2 separate regions of the Columba livia genome follow, and region 2 is linked to region 1. A link is a contact called in public Hi-C data. All regions are on one chromosome and are shown on one strand. Each heading gives the region's core, a stretch centred on a gene start, on an enhancer-like site or on the middle of the called end of the contact. The rest is flanking DNA. Distances are from core to core; before and after follow the strand shown.

The links. Hi-C and Micro-C count contacts between places; a contact is called where the count stands out from the background.
Region 2: a Hi-C map of crop shows a contact between it and region 1, with 6 times the contacts expected there. The contact joins two enhancer-like sites. A contact is called at or near these places in 2 of 2 Hi-C or Micro-C datasets (crop and liver).

The regions. Positions count from the first base shown.
Region 1 is chr1:204,553,619-204,557,933 of bColLiv1.pat.W.v2, forward strand. No RefSeq gene overlaps it. Among named protein-coding and RNA genes, the nearest start is that of OPTN, 13 kb to the left of the region's middle. Within about 2 kb of position 1,808, at least 1 of the 3 cell types and tissues checked has an H3K27ac peak away from gene starts, as active enhancers do.
Region 2 is chr1:204,700,477-204,705,115 of bColLiv1.pat.W.v2, forward strand. All of the region lies in intron 3 of CAMK1D (calcium/calmodulin dependent protein kinase ID), which reads right to left. Among named protein-coding and RNA genes, the nearest start is that of CCDC3, 130 kb to the left of the region's middle. Within about 2 kb of position 1,340, at least 2 of the 3 cell types and tissues checked have an H3K27ac peak away from gene starts, as active enhancers do.

The DNA.
Region 1 (4,315 bases), core at 558-3,057:
TTCCAGATTTCATCTTAAAGCTTAAATGGTGCACTTATTGAGAGCTGATCATATAAAGTACATGAAGAAGAAAAGAGCCTGACAAGCAATAGCTTTTAACTTGAGGAGTTAAAAAAAAAATATATATACATATAAAGAGGCAATAAACACACTGCTGGTGGCATTTCTGAAGGGCATTTGGATACTCTTGCAATGCAGGTTATGAACCTCACTGGAATATGGTGCTCCACAGCATCCCCTCACTGAAATGATGCCATCTCTGGAAAAAGCTGCAATGAGCTTCTAATACCCCTGGTAAAATTACACTGTGGTTAAGGGACAGGGTCTCCTAATCCCAGTCAGGTATCAGGAAGAGGTTCAGTAGGATGGCACATCAGATTGTCATACACCCTGGTGGCTTTTGCAGATTATAAATGGAAGTTGCCCACATGGTGTGTTCTTTGAAAGTACTCGGTTTTGTAATATCTAGGTCAAACTGGCTTATAAATATTGAGAAAAAGGGGCTTCTCTGAGGGGTAGTCTTGTTTTAATGGGGCAGACTGTCTATTGATGGACCTGTCAGTAAAGGCATAAATCATATCTGAGACACCAGGATAGAGCTGGTGAAGAAATCTGATCAGAATTAATGCCAAGATGTCAGCAATCCAGGAGATACATGATAGCATCACTGCGGAGCCAACAGACACAAAATACAATGTAAAGATTTCCTTTCTTCTGTGGGATCTCAAGGGATCCTTCTGCAGAGCATCCAGGAAGTGTTCTGAATCCTAAGTAGTGTGAGGAGGCAGATAGCCTGATTTAAAGGTGTTTAAATATTGCTGAGGGATGGGAGCACCCACCAGGACAGTGCTCTGGGATGATGCTGAACACCCACCACATCAGGGCTTTTGGTTGCTGTGCTGAGGACAAGCCATGTGATAGACCAAAGCAATTATTCCACAGAGAATCACATGCTGTTTCTATAAGGAATAAGAATTACATTCCATTTCTATGAGGGATAAGAGTCAAGAAAACCCGTACTGGTATCTGTGGGCATCCTGCTACTGTCTATCAACACTTTTAAGGGACAACAGAGGCTGCAGTTGTGGACCCAACTTGCAGTTTGGATGAAGCCTGTAAGGGTGAGACTGTGAGAAGCTCAGCTAATGCTGCCTTTAGCAGGGTGGCATTGCCAGCCTTTCTCCCAAACAGCAGAGCAAGATTAAAGCCTTTCATTCTGATGCCTTGCAATGTGGGTTTATTATCTTTTTTTTATTGTTTCTTTTCAATTGCCTGCAGCATGAGGAGATCATGATGTTCAGAGCCAACGAAAATGAAGCTTTGCTAGACAGGGCCCATCTGTTTCTCCTCTCTCAGCCCCAACTTTCCCCATTGGCTTTCTGTGTGGATGAACCCAGGAAAATCCTTGCAGAGCCAGGGGAAAGCCAGGAGGCAATTAATTTATCTTGAAACAGCACAGCCTTGAACAGCCACCAGTGACCTGGAGTTCCTACAGAGTTTAGGTAATTGTGCTGCCGACTTGCTGTCGGGACTGGGGTTTTATGATTATTTTTTTGCAATGAGCAGCAGTTTGTCAATCGTTGCCTTTAAATACGTCAGTAAAGGAGCAATTGCGTGGCTGTCTGCTGCAGCAAGCACTGATGGCCTCATGGGCTCTGCCCACTGCCCTTCAATGTGGCTCTGTCAGAGGCCACTGCGTTGGAAAAGAAGCTCCAACCATGAACATGAGGGCAGGAGAAAAGAACAGAAGAGTAGAGGCTTGTTTATCCCTGGTAATCCACTCGGATGTGTGCAGACTAAAGGTGTACAGCTGGAGGGGAAAATAAGGCCATATAACATGATTCAGCTGATCCAAACAAAGGTAAGGGGTGAGGAATTCCTACCTGAGCAGAAGGAGGCTTCTCAGGGAATTTCCCCTGGCTGCTTTTCAAAGCTCTCACTGCTGCACCGTGACCTGTGAGGCATTTGTTTGGTTTGGCCTCTATTTTCTCTCTCTTCCTTTTTCTTGTTTTCTTTTCCCCCCTTTTTCCCTTTCAGTTCTTGTCTGTTTTGTTTCTGAAAGAATGACATCCTGGCCCCTAACATTTCTGGAGGCAACACACACATTCCTTGCAGCTCCGTGTTACCAAGAAGACAGAAAATATTCCTCATAATTACACATGATTTGATCAGTCCAGCATTTCCACCTCTTCCCAGAAGTTTTATTATCGTAATTGATTTCTCTGGCACCTACTCGCAGCTCTAGGCATTTTCCCAAACCTTTAAACACACAGTTAGCAATTCTGAACATTTCACTGCTGTATTTCTTTTCCTTGATTTGCTAGTTATAAATTCTTTGTTAGCAGTCTCTCCTACAACGTGAGCTTTATTAGTGTAATCCCCACTGCTGTAGCATCGTGATACTCCAGGATCTCTGCCTCACCGCACCACTGTGATCGATGAAAATGGTGTTATCCTTACTTTACAAATGGGACTAACACTCATATTTTTAAGTATTTGGCTTTCGGTGACTCACCAGGAAGCCAGTGACAGAAAAGGGAATTAGACTCCAGTGTCCCAAGTCCAAGTCTCTATCTGCTGGGCCAGCTTAGTTTTACTGTCTTTCAGTGTATTTCTATTGCCTTTCAGAAAACCTTCTGCAATTTCTAATTCATACAGGACTCATCACTTTTTCAAATGCTTTTAAGGACAGATAAACCAAGTGATTTGAAGAACCAAGGGCTCCTCTGGGGAAGTTCTCTTCCAGCACTTCTGGATATTGGGTAGAAAAAGATCTTCTGCTGAAGAGAGACCTGAACTCTCATCTGAACTGTGGAGTGTTAATCATATCATATGTTCATCACATCTACATGATAGCACTTGTCCATAGTAACTTTTTTGGATGTCAAAGGGAGAATGTAAGAGAGGTGATCTCAAATAATGTTGGGTTTCAACACCCAACCCAAATCACATTCAAAACACCAGTTTCACCCTCCCATTCATTTCAGTGAGGGCAGTTGGATTATTGAAAGGAGAAGCTCCAAGCACAATCCAGCACAATCTTGGTATGGTTCAGTATGATCCACCCCTCAAGGGGCAGAGTTGTGCATTACCTTGAACTTCTGCATGTCCCCAGGCACAGCCATGTGCTGCAGTGGTGACATTCATGCTACCTCTGTCGTTAAGAATTAATTGCATAGGCTGCAAAACTCTCACAAATTCTGACTCTTCACCTACTTAAATCCAACCCCATGTCACCCTCCTGCCACAACTCACAAGACCCACAGGTATGCTCACTCTGGAGGAGAGCCACCCATGGCTTGTTTGCTGGAATGGGAGCAACAGCCCCAGAAGCAAAGCTGCTGAAAGGAATGCCAAAATCTTGCTCTTTCTCAGGCAGAAGCTGAGCCAAAAGTCAGGTTCCAACCTATGCAGAACTTGGCCAAACCTTATTATTAATTTGGCTACAAGCAGCACTGAAGTGCAAACCTGCCTTGGGGAGTGAATCGTTCTTTCCTCACAAGGGGAGGAGGAGGGGCAGGTGCTGAGCAATTCTCTCTGGCGACCAGTGACAGGGAATGACAGGAAGATGTGCCAGGGGAGGTTCAGGTTGGACATGAGGAAAAGGTTCTTCACCTAAAGGGTGCTGGAGCCCTGGAACAGGGTCCCCAGGGAGGTGGTCATGGCCTCAAGCCTGAAAATATTCAAGAAGCAACTGGATGACTCCCTCAGACACATGGTGTGAACTGTGGGGTTGTCATATGCAGGGACAGGAGTTGGATTTGATGATCCTTGTGGGTCCCTTCCAACTCAGGACATTCTATGATTCTCTGATTCTCCGTGATTCTCTAAGAAGTTTTCTGTATAGTCTCAGATTATAGCTGAGTAGGATTAGAGATATCCTGGTGTGGGCAGCTTCTCTCGATGTCCAAACAAGAGTCAGGTGTCCTGGCTCAGCACCATGAGTCCTAGGGTGGATCAATGTGAGAGAGTGGTGAGTGATCTGGTGCAATTCTATCAGGTTGTGCTCCCAACACGGTCACGGGAGAGAAGTGGTCACCAAGCCTGTCACTAATGGAGAGAGCAGCTTGCCAGGTTTAAACACCGCCACTAGTGACAAGCAATGCAGTCTGAAATATTTTCAGTCTATTTACTGCAAATGTAGTTTCATCTGTGAACTGGGAAAGGAGAAAAGGAAGGGAAGGGAAGGGAAGGGAAGGGAAGGGAAGGGAAGGGAAGGGAAGGGAAGGGAAGGGAAGGGAAGGGAAGGGAAGGGAAGGGAAGGGAAGGGAAGGGAAGGGAAGGGAAGGGAAGGGAAGGGAAGGGAAGGGAAGGG
Region 2 (4,639 bases), core at 90-2,589, 150 kb after region 1:
AATCGTTGTCCTCAGATCAGGCACTGCCTGGGAAGCATTGAGTCTCCCAAGCCAACGCATTCAAAACAGTAAACTGCTAATGTGCTGGTCCAAAGGAAGAGACTGAATAAAAGTGCTAAGAGGGGAAATATTCACAGCTAGATGGTCTGACAGCTCTGCTGATAAGGCAGTTTCTGGTTGGCTGCACACCAAACGAGGTCTCACTCACACCAGATATGGCAAATAAATTAGTATTACTGAAGTAATTACAGATGATACTTACAGTCTGAGTGCTACCACACAACCCCACAATTCTTCCCAGGACCCTCATGCTGGTGAGCAGGGAGGTGCGAGACACGCGGGACCATCACACCTCCCTGCAAACACAACAGCATGGCCAAGGCAAGACTTTCAAGGCAGAGGAGCAGTGTTTAACTTTTGCTCTGCCACTGATTTCCTCAACAACCTTGGGCAAGCCACAGAAAGATGAATTTTAAAAGGGACTTAAGTGCCTTGAGGGGGAATTAGCATGGAGGGGGTTGGTCTCTTCTCCAAGTAGCAAGTGACAGGACAAGAGGAAATGGCCTCATGTTACACCAGGGATGGTTCAGATTGGATATCAGGAAAAAATTCTTCACAGGGAGAGCTGTGAAGCATTGGAACAGGCTGCCCAGGGCAGTGATGGAGTCACCACCCCTGGAGGTGTATAAAAGGCATATAGACAATGTTCTTAGAGACATGGCTTAGTGCTAGAGTTTAGTTATGGTTGGACTCAATGATCCTGAGGGTCTCTTTCAACCGAAATGATTCTATGATCTATGATCAAATGCATGTTTTGGATAACCTGAGTACTGCCACTGCCAACAGGTCAAGACCCACCATGCAGCCAACTGTAAGCAGCAAAGCTCCCAGGACACGGGGTACAAACTCCAATTACCACTCAAGCTGGAAAAGAAGAGAGGGGGAATCAAGCCAATAGTTCCAGCTCTTGGAAAGTGCCCTAAACCACAGGGTGTTTTCCATACCTCCTCTTGAAAATGTTCCACCTCTCAGAAAATAACTCAAGACTCTCTCAGCGCCATAACGCTTACTCAGCACTGTGACTGCCTTGTGGATGCTAATGTCATGGAGCAATAATGGGGTCCATTAAAATAAATGTCAATTGTTCCCTTAGCCCTTTTAGAGAGCCAAATTCATAGCTTAAAGAAATATGTTCATCCTGTCATGCTTTTAGTAGACAGTAATCTCGGCCCATGTCTTCCATAACTGACTGAAAAACCACCAAACCAAGTTTGGTCTTGCAGAGAGAGAGCATATCCGCCTCTCCAGCAGACAAACCAGGTGTATTTATGCAGTGGAAGAAGCCGTTCATTTTAGCCATTTGTTACAGACCAGTATGGAAAACAGATTTCACACTGATGATTTATAAAGTGCTTTTAGAGACCTTAGATTATGAGTTATAACCAGGTATGAACATCCAAAGCCACTGCTGAAAACACTCTCCTGCTCTTGCCGTGTTATTTACACTGTTCCAATAACAAGAACTCAGCTCCCTGGTCTGGGTCCTCAGCCCAGAGCCAGGATTGACCCGTTTCAGAGCCACAGATGTCTGTTTTCTATTTGGCTGCGGTATTCCCTGTGCAATATTAAAATGTCATCAATTCAGTTTAACAGGCCAAGTAAAGGCCTTAGTCAACCATTTAACAGCGAAGTAAAACATATGGCAAATGCATATCAGTCCAGGGACCGCATTAAAAGTTTAAGGGTTCAATTAAGAGGAATCTTGCTGGTGTGTTCTCAGGAGGTTAGGAAAACAGAAATGCCAAATGTTTGCCCCCCTTGTAGCTGTTAAGCATCGGGCTGAAACCCCCTTGTTAAAGCGCTTTTTGTTAAACTGCTATTCCAGTATGTTAAAAGCACCTCTTTTTAATACTCAGTTAAAACCATTTATTGGTAAAATTAAGGTGATATTTTTCTGATTTTTTTTTTAATAATTATTTTTGTGCTGCAATGTTCTCCCTGAAGTGCCCATGTTCAGCATCGCCACCTGCCCCCTAAGGCTGGAAGTGCCAAACCCTCCTGCAAGGCAACCCCTGATATCGCAGCACTGCCAAGGCTGAAGCTCAGCCACAAAACCAGCTGCACATGACTTTCAGAGCTGAAGAAAGCCCTATTTGAAGATGCAAAACCAAGCTGCAGTATTACCATTTTTTTCACGGTTCAGCTTCTTTAAGGACATGGTCATCCAGCAGAAAGAACATTTTAATTAAGCAGCACATCCTGCACGCAGCAGTGTCTCCGGATTCAAGCAGGTATTGACAATATAATGGACTGACCATACTGTTCTAGAATAATAAACATATTCCAAAATACCTCTGCTTGCAAGAACAGACAGGTCCCAAGGGCCAAGTACTGAAGAGTCCAGGTGTTGGGTCACCAGCTGGGTGATGGTCTGATGTGTCCATCGCATGATCATGGTGTGCATGTCCAATATAAATGATGCAGACCCCACCACAAAACTGGCCCAGTGGTGTGGAAGGGGCAGTGGCATTGCAGCTGCAAGTAGGTTGTCATAGAATCATAGAATTTAGGTTGGAAAGGACCTTCAAAGCTCATCCAGTGCCACCCCTGCCATAAGCAGGGACATCTTCACCCAGATCAGGTTGCTCAGAGCCCCATCCAGTCTGGCCTGGGATGTCTCCAGGGATGGGGCATCCACCACCTCTCCGGGCAACCTGGGCCAGGGTTTCACCACCCTCAGTGTAAAACTTTTCTTTCCTCATGTCCCTTCAGAGCAGGGCCCCCCTGGGACCCACAGCTCTCTGCAGTGTCCCTCATGGTCACCCTGACACGAGGACCCCCTGGTAGCACAGGCAGAAGATCAGGCTGAAATGCAACATATAGAGAACAAGCCAAAAAGCAGGAGCTCCTTGGTGAAGCAGTTAGATCACAAGACTGGGCTTGCTCCAGAGACAGACGGCACAACAATAGTCAGGATTTTTGCTGCCGTCGTTATTTATAGGCACAAAAATGTGGATCATTTAGAAACTCAGAGTGAGCTGCCAAACTAGATATGGCAGCTGAACCCGCTGTCTCACAGTCAGCCGTGGTTTAGGATATTCCCTCCTGCAGCAGCAGATGCAAACCCTGCAGGGCAGCGGCTCTGGGGCAGGAGGATGCAGCTCTGCTGGCACCTGGTCCACACCGGTACGTGAGACACCAATCCAAGGCAAGACGGCAAATTTTGATATTCAGACTGAAAAAAAGCAGTGAAATGCTGAGGTCTGAATCACTGCAGTCAACAGGCATTTTCTGCCCTGACTACAAACGGGCTTTGAATTTGGTTCTAAAGTCCTCAAGCAACAGATGGGACATGGGATAAAGATGTGATCCCACAGACACTCAGTGAAAGACCCCAGCTGCATGGAAAGACAACTGCAACCACCTAGAAAAAATACATACGAGTGATTTCAGCAGGTCCCAAGACAAAGAATCAGGTATGAATCGGTCTATGAAGATTATGAGGGGCCTATAGCACCTTTCTTATGAGGAGAGGCTGAGAGAGCTGGGGCTGTTCAGCCTGGAGAAGAGAAGCTGAGAGGGGATCTCATCTATGTTTATAAATATCTCAAGGGTGGATGTCAAGAGGATGGACCAGACTCTGTTCAGTGGTGCCCAACAATAGGATGAGGGGCAATGGGCACAGACTGAAGCACAGGAGGTTCCATCTGAATATGAGGATAAACTTCTTTCCTTTGAGGTGCCAGAGCCCTGGACCAGGCTGCCCAGAGCGGTTGTGGAGTCTCCTTCTCTGGAGACATTCAAACCCACCTGGACACCTTCCTGTGTGATCTGCTCTGGTGAAGCTGCTTTAGCAGGTGGGTTGGACTGGATGATCTCCAGAGGTCCCTTCCAACCCCAACCAGTCTGTGATTCTGTATTACAGCCTGGCCAGGTCTCCTCTCTGCTGTGCTGCTCTCCCCTTTCACGCTGATGAAGGTTTCCTCCTTCTGGCCTCTCTTGGCTCAGGGTACTGATGATGCTCAGTTTATCTCACAACCCCACTTCTATACCGTGCTCCACCTGTGCTCATAGCTCACTGATTTTGGGAGGTCATCTTGTCCCCCTGCCCTCATCACCCCATGTGGGATATACCTTATCTCACCTCCCCCAGCGCTCGGGGGGGTTCAGGGCACAAACTGCCACCACTTTCAGAAAGGACATAACACTGAGAATTGGGAAGAATTAATTTACTTTTTTGTTTATTTCCTGTAATTTGGTGCAACTAAGCCCAAACATTAACAATATTTTTAAACAAAAGCCATCCTGGGATACAGTGCAAAAGCAACCAGCAACTCAGCCATTAAAGCTTTTTATTAAACAAATAAAACACTCCGATGAATGCCTCAGAGTCTACAAATCATTCTCACAACTATGCAAAACTACTTTATGGTTCAGCTTTCGGGCACTATTTAAAATTTACTCTAGCACTTTTTTCTCAAGAAAAGTCAATTTATTTCACGCAAGTGGAGATTTAAGACATCAGGGAGCCATCTGGTGGTTTGATTGCCTTCTAATTAAAATTCATCTCCTGGGCTTTTGACTTCCTCTGATGCTGAGCTAAATTGGCTGGCCCAGAGAACAAATGCAGAGAAATTAA